Regions from separate parts of the Zea mays genome. Here region 2 is linked to region 1. The links are chromatin contacts, called in public Hi-C maps. All regions are on one chromosome and are shown on one strand. The core of a region is the stretch at or near the end of the contact, and the rest is flanking DNA. Distances in the headings are between cores, read along the strand shown. Region 1 holds the start of LOC100501794 (Major facilitator superfamily protein). Region 2 holds the start of LOC100126898 (knotted1 induced 1).

What was found. Hi-C and Micro-C count contacts between places; a contact is called where the count stands out from the background.
Region 2: a contact with region 1 is called in a Hi-C map of ear, with 4 times the contacts expected there. The contact joins the promoter of LOC100126898 here to the promoter of LOC100501794 in region 1. A contact is called at or near these places in 12 of 25 Hi-C or Micro-C datasets (bundle sheath, ear, endosperm and 3 more) and 1 of 3 datasets of contacts at active chromatin or transcription factors (leaf).

Annotation. Positions count from the first base shown.
Region 1 is chr7:185,396,881-185,403,756 of Zm-B73-REFERENCE-NAM-5.0, forward strand. It overlaps LOC100501794 (Major facilitator superfamily protein), which reads left to right and starts at 4,115. Exons shown (of 2, transcript NM_001323406.1): 1 at 4,115-5,378; 2 at 5,475-5,979. The coding sequence starts at 4,267. The coding sequence ends at 5,952.
Region 2 is chr7:185,222,689-185,229,564 of Zm-B73-REFERENCE-NAM-5.0, forward strand. It overlaps LOC100126898 (knotted1 induced 1), which reads left to right and starts at 2,748. Exons shown (of 4, transcript NM_001112600.2): 1 at 2,748-2,929; 2 at 3,020-3,184; 3 at 3,284-3,473; 4 at 3,554-4,040. The coding sequence starts at 2,822. The coding sequence ends at 3,849.

The DNA.
Region 1 (6,876 bases), core at 2,865-5,364:
CAACACACCATTCATCTCACGAAGATCAAAATGTATGAGTTCTAGAGGTGCTAGGTGTCTCTCTTCAGCAGCCTTGTGAGGCTTTCGAGGTTGCTTCGACTGCACACAACTATGGCTCTTAGAACCTTTGACTATGGTGATATTCGAAATTAAACTCATGGTGGAAAGCCGAGACATAGAGCCAAAATTAATATGACACAAACGAGAATGCCAAATACTCGCAAGATCATCAACATTAGCGCAAATAGGGTTCACAGACTTATTATTGAAATCTAATAGAGAAAAGCGGAACAAGCCTCCGCAATCATAGCCTTTACCAATAAATTGTCCAGACTTAGACACAACTAATTTATTGGACTCCAAAACTACCTTGAACCCATCTCTACATAGAAGGGTTCCGCTAACGAGATTCTTATGTATAGAAGGGACATGATGCACGTCCTTCAGCTGCACGATCTTTCCTGAAGTAAACTTCAGATCCACCGTGCCAATGCCATGAACAGAAGCATGTGACACATTCCCCATTAGGACAGAGGAATCTCGGGCACCCTGATAAAAGAGAACAAATTAATGTCAGAACACACATGAACATTAGCACCAGTATCAAGCCACCAACTAGGTGATTGAAATACTGAGAAGATGAAAGGTAGATTACCATTGCTAGCGATCACTGTGTTGACATTGCCCTTTTTGCCACGACGATCCGCTCGATCAGGACCGTCCTTGGCAAAATGACCCGTCTCACCACATACGAAACATGTTAGTTTAGCCTTGTTCTTCTTCTTGAAGTTAGTAGTTTTGTTAGGCTTGTTAGATTTTGTCTTCCCTTTGCCCTTGTTGTGGTTCTTCTGAACCATGTTTGCGGTGGAGTGGCCCTCGCCTCCTTTAGATCACGTGTCCTTAGCCCGAGCTTTCTCCTCAACATCCGGAGACGCTATCAGATTTTCAACTGATATCTCATGTCTCTTATGTTTCAGAGATGTGGCGAAGTTCCTTCATGTAGAAGGCAACTTTGCAATAATGCATCCAGTCACAAATCGGTCAAAAAGGACAATCTTAATGTGGTCGAGCTCCTTGGCTATACACTGTATTTCATGAGCTTGCTCTACAATAGAGCGATTATCAGCCATATTATAATCATGAAAGCTCTCCATGATATACAGGTCACTGCCAGCATCTGATGCACCATACTTAGTAATAAGTGCATCCCACAACTCTTTCCCGTCTGTGTGCTGTATATTCGCATCAACCAGACGGTCAACAAGGACGCTAAGAACTGCTCCCATAAAGATAGTATTGGCATGGTCGTACCTTTTCTCCTTTTTAGGAGTCAGTCCGCCCTCAGGTTTGCCTTTACTAACATGGAACACATTCATAGCAGTAAGCTAGAGCGTGGCCTTGACTTGCCACCTCTTAAAGTGCATACCAATGAATTTTTCTGGCTTCAGCGCATCAACAAAAGCATCCATAGTTAAACTAGGAAATTGTCTATAATAAGGTTTTTGGATTGTTGAAATATTAGACATTTTCCAGATCAAAACCCGAATATAAATCATGACCGTCAAATCACAAGATGCATACTGATCAGACATACTGGTAGACGATGCGGGTTGTAAGCAGCAGGGTCGACGACGTCGAAGCAGCGGGGCTGATGAAGTCGAAGCAGCAGGGCCGATGAAGTCGAATCAGCAGAGTCGACGACAAGATCACGAGCAGTCGCGTGAGAACGCTTCCCAAAAACCTTATTCGCCCTCTCCCGGTGCAGGATCTCAAAGGCGAAGGGTTCCAGAGACCTGCTCTCCTGAGCGCAGATGCACGTCGGCGGTCGGGATGAAGAAGCTACGATGGCAGCACAGTTGTGAGCAGAGGCGAAAACCTAACTTGTGTTGGGATGGGTTTGACGTTGGCTGCTAGGCGCCTTATATAGGCCCGAGTCCGCGAACCGATAACTATCCGCGATCCGATCTGCTCGCGAAAGACTCGCGTTCCGTTCAGATCCTTATAGCGACCGGTTAGGATTCTAAACTTAACAGCCAAGCAACCAAAAATAAAATGGCAAAAGGAAGCCATGCCCCCACAAGGCGATGGGCCGGATTTCGTCGGACCATTCACGCGCATGTCATGCGCCCGCGCCCTTCGCTCCGCCCCTGCGAGGCGAGGCGAGCGAGCGCACGCGCGTGTGGTTCTCCACACTTTCTTCTTTCATCAATGACTTAATGACTGAGTGTAGCCTTCATATTTAAACTTGTGTTTTTTTAATTTAATTTTAGTTAGGCGTGGGATGTACGTGGGAATGAGATTTGTGGTGAGGGGGAATGAGAAAGGAAACATGGAATAGTGACCGAACATGAGAATGGACTGTGCGGGGAGGGGGAATCGGAAAGGCAGAATAGAGAGGGGAATCAGAAATACAGAACAGGGAATAGAAATGACAGAACACCGAATGACAGCCTACATTTAATAGATGGTAGAGATTATCGATTTTTTTAGTTATATATATATATATATTTATAAAACGATCCAGGGTGCCGTTTGGTTCACATATTTGTAACGCAATGGGTAACTGATAACGTTAAATCATGTTTGTTTTAGTCCAACCGTAATCAGATACCATACTAAAAATTGATACTAGTCTATTCAAATTTGTTACCACTAGTAATCGATCGTAAACCGTTACCATTACCATTTGCGTTACATTTTTTTTAACCAAACAGCACCCAGGCTCAAGTCGTACTCGTACATGTCCGCGTCGGGCGGGGAGCTAGCGAGATGCTGAACGAGTACCGTCGCTGTCTTGTACGACCGACGTGATCTTTGGAGTGTCCCGTCACGTACTCCATCAGTCAGGACGTGCAGCGCCGACTTCTCTCTTCGACCGGTCCCTATCACTACCATTTCGTCTCCCTTGGCTCTCGGTCTTTCGGGGGAAAAAAACCTGCAAACCTGACAGTGTTCAAGATAAGGTTCATTGCAGGATGTGTTCAAGATAAAGTTTATCACCTACCGTATAGAATGTTTGAATGCTAGTTAAAATTATAGTTAGTTTTATAATTAGCTGATACGTTAGAACCAAACACCTTTCTTAACAAAAAAATAGCTTGCAGCTAATAAATAGATTACGGGAATGCGTATCGATTTGACGCCCAAACAGTGATCTCTACAAATTACAATGAAAAGATCAGACCTGACCTTTTGGCTGGGCCTTCAAAAGATTCTTTACGAATCCGTTGTTTCGGCTATCAGTTTTGTATAGCTGTTTCGGCTGCTTCTGAAAAAAAAGGCTACACAACTGTAGAGACTGAACATTAACAGTTTTTAAAAACTGAGCTCGGTACAAACAATTCCATCCGCACTTTGCTTCTCCTCCCGCCGCAGCAAAGATCATAGTCAGAAGTCAGAAACAGTGTGTCACGTCGCTTTCTCTCGTTCATGATCAGTGGTAGCACTGGCGAACTTGGCTTACCTCGCCGGCGGCCGGGGCAACAAAAGATCGTCTGGGGCAAGAAATGTTTTCTATGACACTAACCGGCAAGTGGCATGAAAAAAAAAACAGTAACACGAGCAGAGAAAGGCTGCAGGGAAAAGGTTTGATTGGACATGCTTGGCGGCACGTCCTGAACCCGATTACCTTTGGGAGATGCTTACGGGTTTCTGACGAACTAAAGCAAACCATTTTCGTGCCGCACAATGAACCGTGTGTGTTTTGGTTTCAGTATATTATTATTATTGTTTATTAATTTAGGCTGCTGTTGACAGGCAGGCCGCAGTAGGGCAGATGGAGACGTGCGTGTTGCTTTTGCGTAGGTAGGCTACTCATGCAGATGTTTGGGAGCGGGCTTGCCGATGCTTGACGGACGGGAACTAGCCTGCACGCTTCGCTTCCGGTGATGGTACCAGCAGCCTAGGGTCAAGGGCTCAAACAAAAAAACATCAAAACTCAAAACCATGACACTTCCTTCCATAACAATTCAAAAACCATCAAAATCATATAATAATCGCTTGTATACTCTTTCTAAAAACCAATAAATTACTCCAAGAAAAGCCGTACCCTCCCTCTCTCAGCCGCTGATAAAACCACCGGCCCTGCTCCTACGGCCGACCAGACCGAACGAATCCTCGAGTCCCGCCCGACGCACCGGAAAGCGACGCGCCTCCACCGCCCCTTCCGTACCTCCTCCTCCTCCTCCTCGGGACACACGGCCAAGCACCAAGCGACCAAACGCGCGCCACCTTGATTGAACTCGAAGCAAGCAAGGAAAGGCCCTAATGGCGGGGACGCGCTGGGGGCGGTGGCTGGGGCTGGTGACGGCGGTGTGGGTGCAGTGCATCTCCGGCAACAACTACACCTTCTCCAACTACTCGCACGCGCTCAAGACGCTCATGGGCCTCACGCAGCTGCAGCTCAACGGCCTCTCCGTCGCCAAGGACGTCGGCAAGGCGTTCGGCCTCCTCGCGGGGCTGGCGTCCGACCGCGTCCCCACCTGGCTCCTCCTCGCCGTCGGCTCCCTCGAGGGCCTCCTCGGCTACGGCGCGCAGTGGATGGTCGTGTCCGGGGCCGTCGCGCCGCTCCCGTACTGGCAGATGTGCGTCTTCCTCTGTCTCGGCGGGAACAGCACCACATGGATGAACACCGCCGTGCTCGTCACCTGCATCCGCAACTTCCGCCGGAGTAGGGGCCCCGTCTCCGGCCTGCTCAAGGGCTACGTCGGCCTCAGCACCGCCATCTTCACCGACACCTGCTCCGCGCTCTTCGCCGACGACCCGGCCTCGTTCCTCGTCATGCTCGCCGTCGTGCCGGCCGCCGTCTGCGCGCTCGCCATGGTGTTCCTCCGCGAGGGCGCCGCCGCTGCGGACGAGGACGACGACGGGCGCTGCTTCGCCGCGATCAACTCGCTCGCCGTGGCAATCGCGCTGTACCTCCTCGCCGCGGACCTCACGGGGCTCGGCGGCGGGGGCGGGGTCGTCTTCGTCGCCGTGCTCCTGGTGCTCCTCGCGTCCCCCGCTGCCGTGCCGGCGATCCTGGCGTGGAAATCGTGGGCGGAGACCCGCAAGGCCGCGAACGCCGACCTCGAGGAGGCGGACTCCTTGGCCGCGGCCGCGCCGCTGCTTCTCGTCGCGAAGGAGGCGCGTGCTCCCGGAGAGCGGCCGCGCCTCGGGGAGGAGCACACGATCGCGCAGACGCTCACGTCGCTGGACTTCTGGCTGATGTTCGCGTCGTTCCTGATGGGCGTGGGCACGGGGCTGGCCGTGATGAACAACCTGGGGCAGATGGGCGTGGCCATGGGCTACGTCGACGTCTCCCTCTTCGTCTCCATGACCAGCATCTGGGGATTCTTCGGTCGCATCGCCTCCGGCACCATCTCCGAGCACTTCATCAAGTAAGTTACTTATTACCCGAATTGGCAATTGGTATGGAATGGAATCATATAACTCCAAATCCAGAAGAAGAAAATGTTGACATATATAGTGCCCAGGACACGAGGTATTCCCCGCCCGCTGTGGAACGCAGCCTCGCAGGTCCTGATGGCCGTCGGATACATCGTGATGGCGCTGGCGATGCCAGGCTCCCTCTTCATCGGCTCGGTGGTCGTCGGCATCTGCTACGGCGTGCGGCTGGCGGTCACCGTGCCCACGGCGTCGGAGCTGTTCGGCCTCAAGTACTACGGTCTCGTCTACAACGTCCTCATCCTCAACCTGCCGCTCGGCTCCTTCCTCTTCTCGGGCCTGCTGGCGGGCCTCCTCTACGACGCGGAAGCCACCGCGGTGCCCGGCGGCGGCAACACCTGCGTCGGCGCACACTGCTACCGCCTCGTCTTCCTGATCATGGCGCTCGCCTGCGTCGTCGGGTTCGGCCTCGACGTCCTGCTCTGCGTCCGGACGAAGAGGGTGTACGCCAAGATCCACGAGAGCAAGCGGTTGAGCAGGTCAGCCGTGGCGGAGAGGGTGGGTTAGCTTAGCAACGCACGCGGCGCCGGCGGCTCTGTGGAAGCGTTGGAATTCAGAAGCACCTCCGCAATTTTAAGGGCCATTCTTGTCTTTATTCTATTTCTAGGGAAAAGATGGGATCAATTTGATTGATACAGTTGATTGCCACTAAGTACTAATTGAGGGGGGGCTGCGGCCTGCAGATTTTGCTGGTTCGCCAGCACGGTGTCTACTCTTGAAACGTATATAAAGCATCTCGTCCCAATACAGATTTTAGGGCGAAAAAAAAACAATCATCCAACAGTACCGTATCCATCGTTTCTATTCTATCCCCACCATTTTTTCTAGGGAAGGAGATGGGCCATGGGCTCCTAGCGAGGCAGCCTCCCCTAGGCTGGGCTGGAGGCCTACGAGCAAAAGAAGCAGGATATGAGCACGCGAGCGGCCTCACAGGTCTCACAAGATTACACAGGCCCAAAAAACTCTAGCTAAACCCCATGTTCCGCGTGGCCTTCAAATTTGTATCGGAGATATATAGGCTGGTTCAAGCGGTAGGTTTGCTTTTGTTACATTTTTAGTAACTTTGTCGTATTGTTTTTGGTCGCATAGAAGGTCTCGTGTGAGTCTTTTACTGTTTTACACAACTTTCCTAAAACTTTCTGACCTGAATCTTCACTGGACGCCTTCCTTTCGCATTGTTCCTTGATGTATATGTATATGAGGTGATTTTTCCAGAACCAAAAAAAAAGTCGCATAGGCTGCCCTTCTCCCTCTTTGGAACGTTCAGTTCAAGCAACATCCGTTCTGTACTCATCTTCTACCTTTCTCGATAAGAAGTCAACAAAGATGGTTACCACTGGGGCATCTATAACTTCTTTGGCGTTTGTAAGCTCCCTAAACCCTTTTCTCTGCCTTCTGATGCCATATCTACGTGGGCCATCCGAATCTTGG
Region 2 (6,876 bases), core at 1,498-3,997, 180 kb before region 1:
CCTCGGACCCAGAGGGCCCATAGGTCGAGACGTCCGTCAGCCGGTCCCAAGGCGACCGCATGCGAAACCCCAGAGGGTTTGGACTCGCCTCTACGAGAGCGCCCGCCAAATCAAGGTCGCTAGGCGGGTTGAGGCTGAATCCAAATGACGTGGGATGGGAATCGGTCGGTATCTCTTGGTCGACGAGCGGCGATAAAGTCACGTCGGGGACTGACTGCACCGTCGTCTCAGGTACGAGGGTGACGTCCAGCAAGCTCTCCGCGAGCGCGCTGGCGTCGTCCGCTTGCTCGGGATTGGCGTGTCGCGGGGAGACGACGCTCGTCTTCGTCTCAGGCGCGAAGTCGATACCCGGGGCGCCCCTTGTTGGGGTGCCGGTGCTGTCGGCTCGCTCGACAGCCAACGAAGCACTGCCTCCTGCTTGGCCTTGGTCGCCCTGCCTTCCCCTTCGTCGGCGGGGGAAAGGGCAGGATGAGCTCGAAGGTTGTTCTTCCACCACGCGGGGAAGACGTCGTCGATTCCGCCGCCGGCGGGCGGGCTGTCGGCCGCCATTATCGTTGTCGCGCGGCGGTGGAAGGAGTATCATGTCGTAGCTGCCGTCGAGGGACATGAACTCAAGACTCCCGAAACGGAGCACCGTCCCGGGTTGGAGAGGTTGCTGGAGACTGCCCATCTGGAGCTTGACGGGAAGCTATCCGTCAACACGCAACAGGCCCCTACCTGGCGCGCCAACTGTCGGCGTTTCGAGACCGGGGGGTCCCTGGGCCGACGAGTGAATGTCGCCGCGTGCCCCAGCCCAGATGGGTCGAGCGCGAGGGCGAGCGCGAAGGGGGGAGAGCGAGGCGGCCGGAGACCGGCGTGAGAGAGGTGGGAATCCCGTGGCCTTCGTGTTCGTCCCGCGCCCAGGTCGGGTGCGCTTGTAGTAGGGGGTTACAAGCGTCCACGCAGGAGAGGGAGCGAGCGGCCCCAAGCGAGCGCCTGTCTCGTCCTCGTCCCTGCGCGGCCAACCCTCTCTAAGAGGGCCCTGGTCCTTCCTTTTATAGGCGTAAGGAGAGGAGCCAGGTGTACAATGGGGGGTGTAGCAGAGTGCTACGTGTCTAGCGGAGGAGAGCTAGCGCCCTAAGTACATGCCGCTGTGGCAGCCAGAGAGATTTTGGCACCCAGCTGGTGTGATGTCGTGGCCGTCGGAGGAGCGATGGAGCCTGGCGGAGGGACAGCTGTCGGAGCGGTTGAGTCCTTGTTGACGTCCTCCTGCTTCCGTAAGGGGGCTGAGAGACGCCGTCGTCACAGAGTATGCGGGGCGCCATCATTGCCTATCTGGCAGAGCGAGCCAGATGGGACACCGGTCTTGTTTCCTGCGGCCCGAGTCAGCTTGGGGTAGGGCGATGATGGCGCCTCCAGTTGACGTGGCTGGTCTGCGCCCTAGGTTGGGCGATGTGGAAGCTCCTCCGAAGCTGAGGTCGAGTCTGTCTTCCGTGGACGAGGTCGAGTTCGAGCCCCCGGGTCGGGCGAGGCGGAGGCCGTCGGCTGAGGCCAGGGCGGAGTCCGAGCCCTGGGGTCGGGCGAAGCGGAGTTCGTCGTCTTCTGGGGCTGAGCCCGAGTCCGAGCCCTGGGTCGGGCAGAGCGGAGTTCGCTGTCTTCTGGGACTTAGCCCGAGTCCGAGCCCTGGGTCGGGCGGAGCGGAGTTCGCCGTCTTCCGGGACTTAGCCCGAGTCCGAGCCCTGGATCGGGCGGAGCGGAGTTCGCCGTCTTCCGGGACTTAGCCCGAGTCCGAGCCCTGGGTCGGGCGGAGCGGAGTTCGCCGTCTTCCGGGACTTAGCCCGAGTCCGAGCCCTGGGTCGGGCGGAGCGGAGTTCGTCGTCTTCCGGGACTTAGCCCAAGTCCGAGCCCTGGGTCGGGCGAAGCGGAGCTTCCTATGGTGCCTTCGGCCGGGCCTGACTGCCTGTCAGTCTCACTCTGTCAAGTGGCACCGCAGTCGGAGTGGCGCAGGCGGCGCTGTCCTTCTGTCAGGCCGGTCAGTGGAGCGGCGAAGTGACGGCGGTCACTTCGGCTCTGCCGGCTGGGGGGCGCGCGTCAGGATAAAGGTGTCAGGCCACCTTTGCATTAAATGCTCCTGCGATTTGGTCGGTTGGTGCGGCGATTTGGTCAGGGTTGCTTCTTAGCGAAGGCAGGGCCTCGGGCGAGCCGGAAATATGTTCGCCGTTGGAGGGGGGCCTCGGGCGAGACAGAAATCCTCCGGGGTCGGCTGCCCTTGTCCGAGGCTAGGCTCGGGCGAGGCGTGATCGAGTCGCTCGAATGGACTGATCCCTAACTTAGTCGCACCCATCAAGCCTTTGCAGCTTTATGCTGATGGGGGTTACCAGCTGAGAATTAGGAGCCTTGAGGGTACCCCTAATTATGGTCCCCGACAGATACCGTAACGGCTGCTTTTCTTCGCCAAGTGCCCGAGAAAAAGTATTCGGCAAAGACGGCTTTGTCGATGCACGGTATGTCAAGCCCTCTTTGCCGAGTGCGACACTCGGCAAAACATTTGCCGAGTGTTTTTAAGACTTTGCCGAGTGCTTCAGACAAAGCCAACATTTTTGGTAGTGAGTGCTACAAATAGTGCTCAACAGGATTCTCTCAAAAACCAAATGTTTGTAATAAAAAATCATTGGATTATAGCACGTGCTTACAGTTGCAGTGGACCGGAGAGGAGCACATGGCACAGCCGCCCACAAAAATTTAAAATGGTCGACGAAAGAAAATATGAGGGCGCTCGCTCGCCTGCCTATAAGTACTACCCACGCGTATGCTTGCTAGGCATTCACCGTCCACGTTCCATATGGCTTCCTGCAGGATGGCACTCCTCCTTGGCTTGCTGCTGCTAGTAGTAGCTTCGCCCGCGATCGCTGATGACGACTCCGGTATCTACTACCAGCTGGCTCTTATGGTATGTATAATAATAATTATTATATCTAATCTAATTAAGAAGAAGGCCCGGCCGCCGGCCTGACTGCATGCATGGGACGCCCGCGTGCAGTGGCCAGGAGCATACTGCGAGCAGACCAGCGCTGGGTGCTGCAAGCCGACCACCGGCGTCTCGCCGGCGCGCGACTTCTACATAACGGGCTTCACCGTCCTTAACGCGACCACCGACGCTGCAGTGACGGGATGCAGCAACAAAGTTCCTTACGACCCTAACCTGGTACGTACGTACATACTCCAGCTAGCTAGCTGCATCATATATATATCTATAATAATAATAATGCGCATTATTATAAATATAAATATATATTGACGACAGATTACCGGCATCCAAGGCCTGAATCAGTACTGGAGCAACATCAGGTGCCCCAGCAACAACGGGCAGAGCAGCTGGAAGAACGCCTGGAAGAAGGCCGGCGCCTGCTCCGGCCTCAGCGAGAAAGACTACTTCGAGACTGCCCTCTCCTTCCGTAGCCGGATCAACCCACTCGTTCGCCTCAAAGCCAAAGGTAAACTAACTAAGCATATATTATATTCGTCTACTAGCTGCAGTACGTCTGTCTGAATCTTCTGCATGCTTGCAATGCAGGTATCGAGCCGGACTTCGGGCTCTACGGCCTCAAGGCGATCACCAAGGTCTTCAAGAGCGGCATCAACGCGACGCCGGTGATCCAGTGCAGCAAGGGCCCCTTCGACAAGTACATGCTGTTCCAGCTCTACTTCTGCGCGGCGGGGAACGGCACGTTCATCGACTGCCCCGCGCCGCAGCAGTACACCTGCTCCAAGGAGATCCTCTTCCACCCCTTCAAGAAGTGGATGCTCAAGCAGCAGCTCAACCAGGACGACGACCCTTTCCAGCTGCCTGGCGTCGCCATGGACAACTGATACACCGTACCGTCGTCTCTGTTTGCGTTTCTGTCAAGTGTGCATGGAATAATACTGTAACTGTGTTTCCTGCCGGGCAATGCACTGTGATATGATGCCCAACGAATAAATGTCGCTTTTATTTTTATTCGACTTCCCCCCTGTACCGTGTGGAAATAAACCTATTATAAGCATCGTGTTGAAACTCATGATATGCATGAGCAGCTAGTGAAAAGTTTGAATCCTAGATGAATTGAAACACACTATTATATGATTGCTAAATAAATCTCAAATCCACAAGTTGGCCGAGCAGCCACTCAACAAGCTAATAATAAGCATCGTGTTGCAACACACGTTTATGTTTGCCAGTTAAAAAAAAGAAAAGGAAAAGCCTACACAAATCTCAGCCGCTTAGTATGGCACATGCATGATATAATATATAGTTACACTAGTAATTAAAGTCAGTCTGAATTTTGCATGTGCTCATTCCTAACTGGACCTAGCTAGAGTCCTCAATGTTTCAAGCACCCATCTCATACCACTTGTGTTCCCTGTTCTTGGCTAGGGATAGATTCAGATCGGATACACATGGAAACGAATCCGAATGTTACTATTTACCATATTTTAATTCGAATATGAATACGCTAGTTCGAATTCGGATTCGCAGTCGGATACTTACTTGATTTGGAACATAACATCATAACAAGTATTAATTTGTTTTATTGATGAATTTATAGTTGATAAAAATCATATTACAAGCAAATTATATACATTATTTAGTTGAAACTTAGTTGAGTATCATATTTTTAACATCCATATTGTCGAATACGAATCTTAAACCGATAGAGAAAAAAACAAATTCGGATATATATATTTAACATCCATATTAAAATCGAATACAGATACGGATATCTATATATATTAGCACTTTATCCGAATATGAATAATTCAGATCTCCAGACATCTGAATCCATCTCTATTTTTTGCGGACCTTTTTCAAAATATAACTCAACATATTTTTCTACTACCTTGACACCACCAAAGACCAAGCTTGTTTGGTTGGCACCCTGGCCTAGAAGCACCGGCCAGGCAGCCCAATCCAGCACCAGGCATCCAAAATCGAATGCCTGAGATTGATGCTTGAGAAACAAGCTCTATGTTCCAAAACTCCTCACTTTCATTCATAGAACTATCATTATCACTTCCGTACATCTGCATACAAAATGGGTAGAATGCATGCTGAAATTAGTAGAACACATGCTAAACTTAGACATAGATCAAAAAAAAATTGAGTCAAAATTACACATAGATCAAACAAAGTCAAATAACACATACTAAATGAGTATGTGAAAAAAAAAATTACACATAGATCCATGGGACAAACATGGGAAGGAGGATAAACTCATGAAATGTTGTGTGCGTGAGGGAAAGAACGAAGTACGTAGAAGAGTCGGGAAAATGTAAGAAAGGAATTGTAATTCTTCAAAATAATTAAGCTGTGAATATACTCCACATATATATATCGCTTTAATTATAAACAGTCCAAACAGCGTGTGGCTTGTCGAGTTGGCTCCGATCGACATCGTGTCTGCTGATCGATCGAGCACGTTCTCCATCACGCATGCGGGATGGGCCTCCGCTAGGTTGCTGTTGCAGTGTCGTTGCCATAGGGCCCACAGCATTTATAATTTGTCAGATGCATGCTGCGACGATCGACTCGTGCGCGTCCATGGACGCACCTTTCGTTATCGTTTCACGCGCGCCCTAGCTGCTAGCTTGTCCTCCTCCCTCCCTCCCTCGAGGAAGACGACACGTACGAACGTGGATACGGTGGTCCCGCTCCTCTAGGGCCACTTGTGTACGTACACGCAGACGCAGACGCAGCGCAGGCGTCGGTACGTGCACGTGCTGCTATATACGCCACTCATAACAGTAATATACGACGACGCACAGTACATGCGACGAGATCAGTGGGCCAGCCCCAACCGTGAGTGAGAATCAGGGCTGGAAACGAGCCGAGCCGAGCTCGGCTCGGCTCGGCTCGGTGCGGCTCGGTGACTGTACGAGCTCGGCTCGGCTCGGCTCGTCCATTTTACGAGCTGGCGAAGGAGGCTCGGCTCGGCTCGACCTTGGCTCGCGAGCCATATTCTGGTACTTATCGTTGCATTATTTGGTGAATTAACATTATATATTCATCATCAAAGACTAAAAAATGAGGTATTATCCATAAAATTATCTAATATTCATTATTATTCCATAAATTGATCATTTTTGCAAGGCTCGCGAGCCGGCTCGGCTCGCTACAAAAACGAGCTCGAATAAGAGGCTCGGCTCGGCTCGCGAGCCGCTCCGAGCCGAGCCGCTCCGAGCCTCGAGCTAATTTTCCAGCCCTAAGTGAGATGGTACCCTTTGTCCCTCCTCCGTCCCTAAATAAAAAAAAAAATCTGAGAGATCTCAAGCCAGCCTTTTTTTTATCTTAACTAAATGTATAATTAAATATACCATAAAACATATTTACATAACACTATTTGGTCCCATAAATGTTTGTATCCTGTTATTTAAATTTAGTCAAACATAAAAAAATGAGTTAAGATAACTTTAGATTCAACTGAAGGGTGAAAGAGTAATAAGTTAATCGGACATACTAGCTGTTGCAGTACAAGGGGTTCTTGAAGGAAAAGTTGTAACCCTCGTGGTCACGGAGATCACATACTATAAAGGCGGATCTAGATTATCTCTAGTGGATCTTGTTGAAAAATTAACATGGTCTAAGATTAATTTGATAATGCAGTATAAAACAAAAAACACATATCTACTGATAGATACTATCTATGACATTAGAACAGAATAGGTCAAAACTAACTCAACAAAATTAACACATAAAAGAAAAATCGACAACGGATCTAACCATAAGACCGTCAATAAACTGAAAATGCAGATTTACTTACAGTGATTTCCACGAGAGTTGGAGAGGAAGTCGAAAGGATGTGTGCGAAACACTTTCTAGAAACCTGATTTGCTGACACCCATGGAGGTCATCAAAATGCC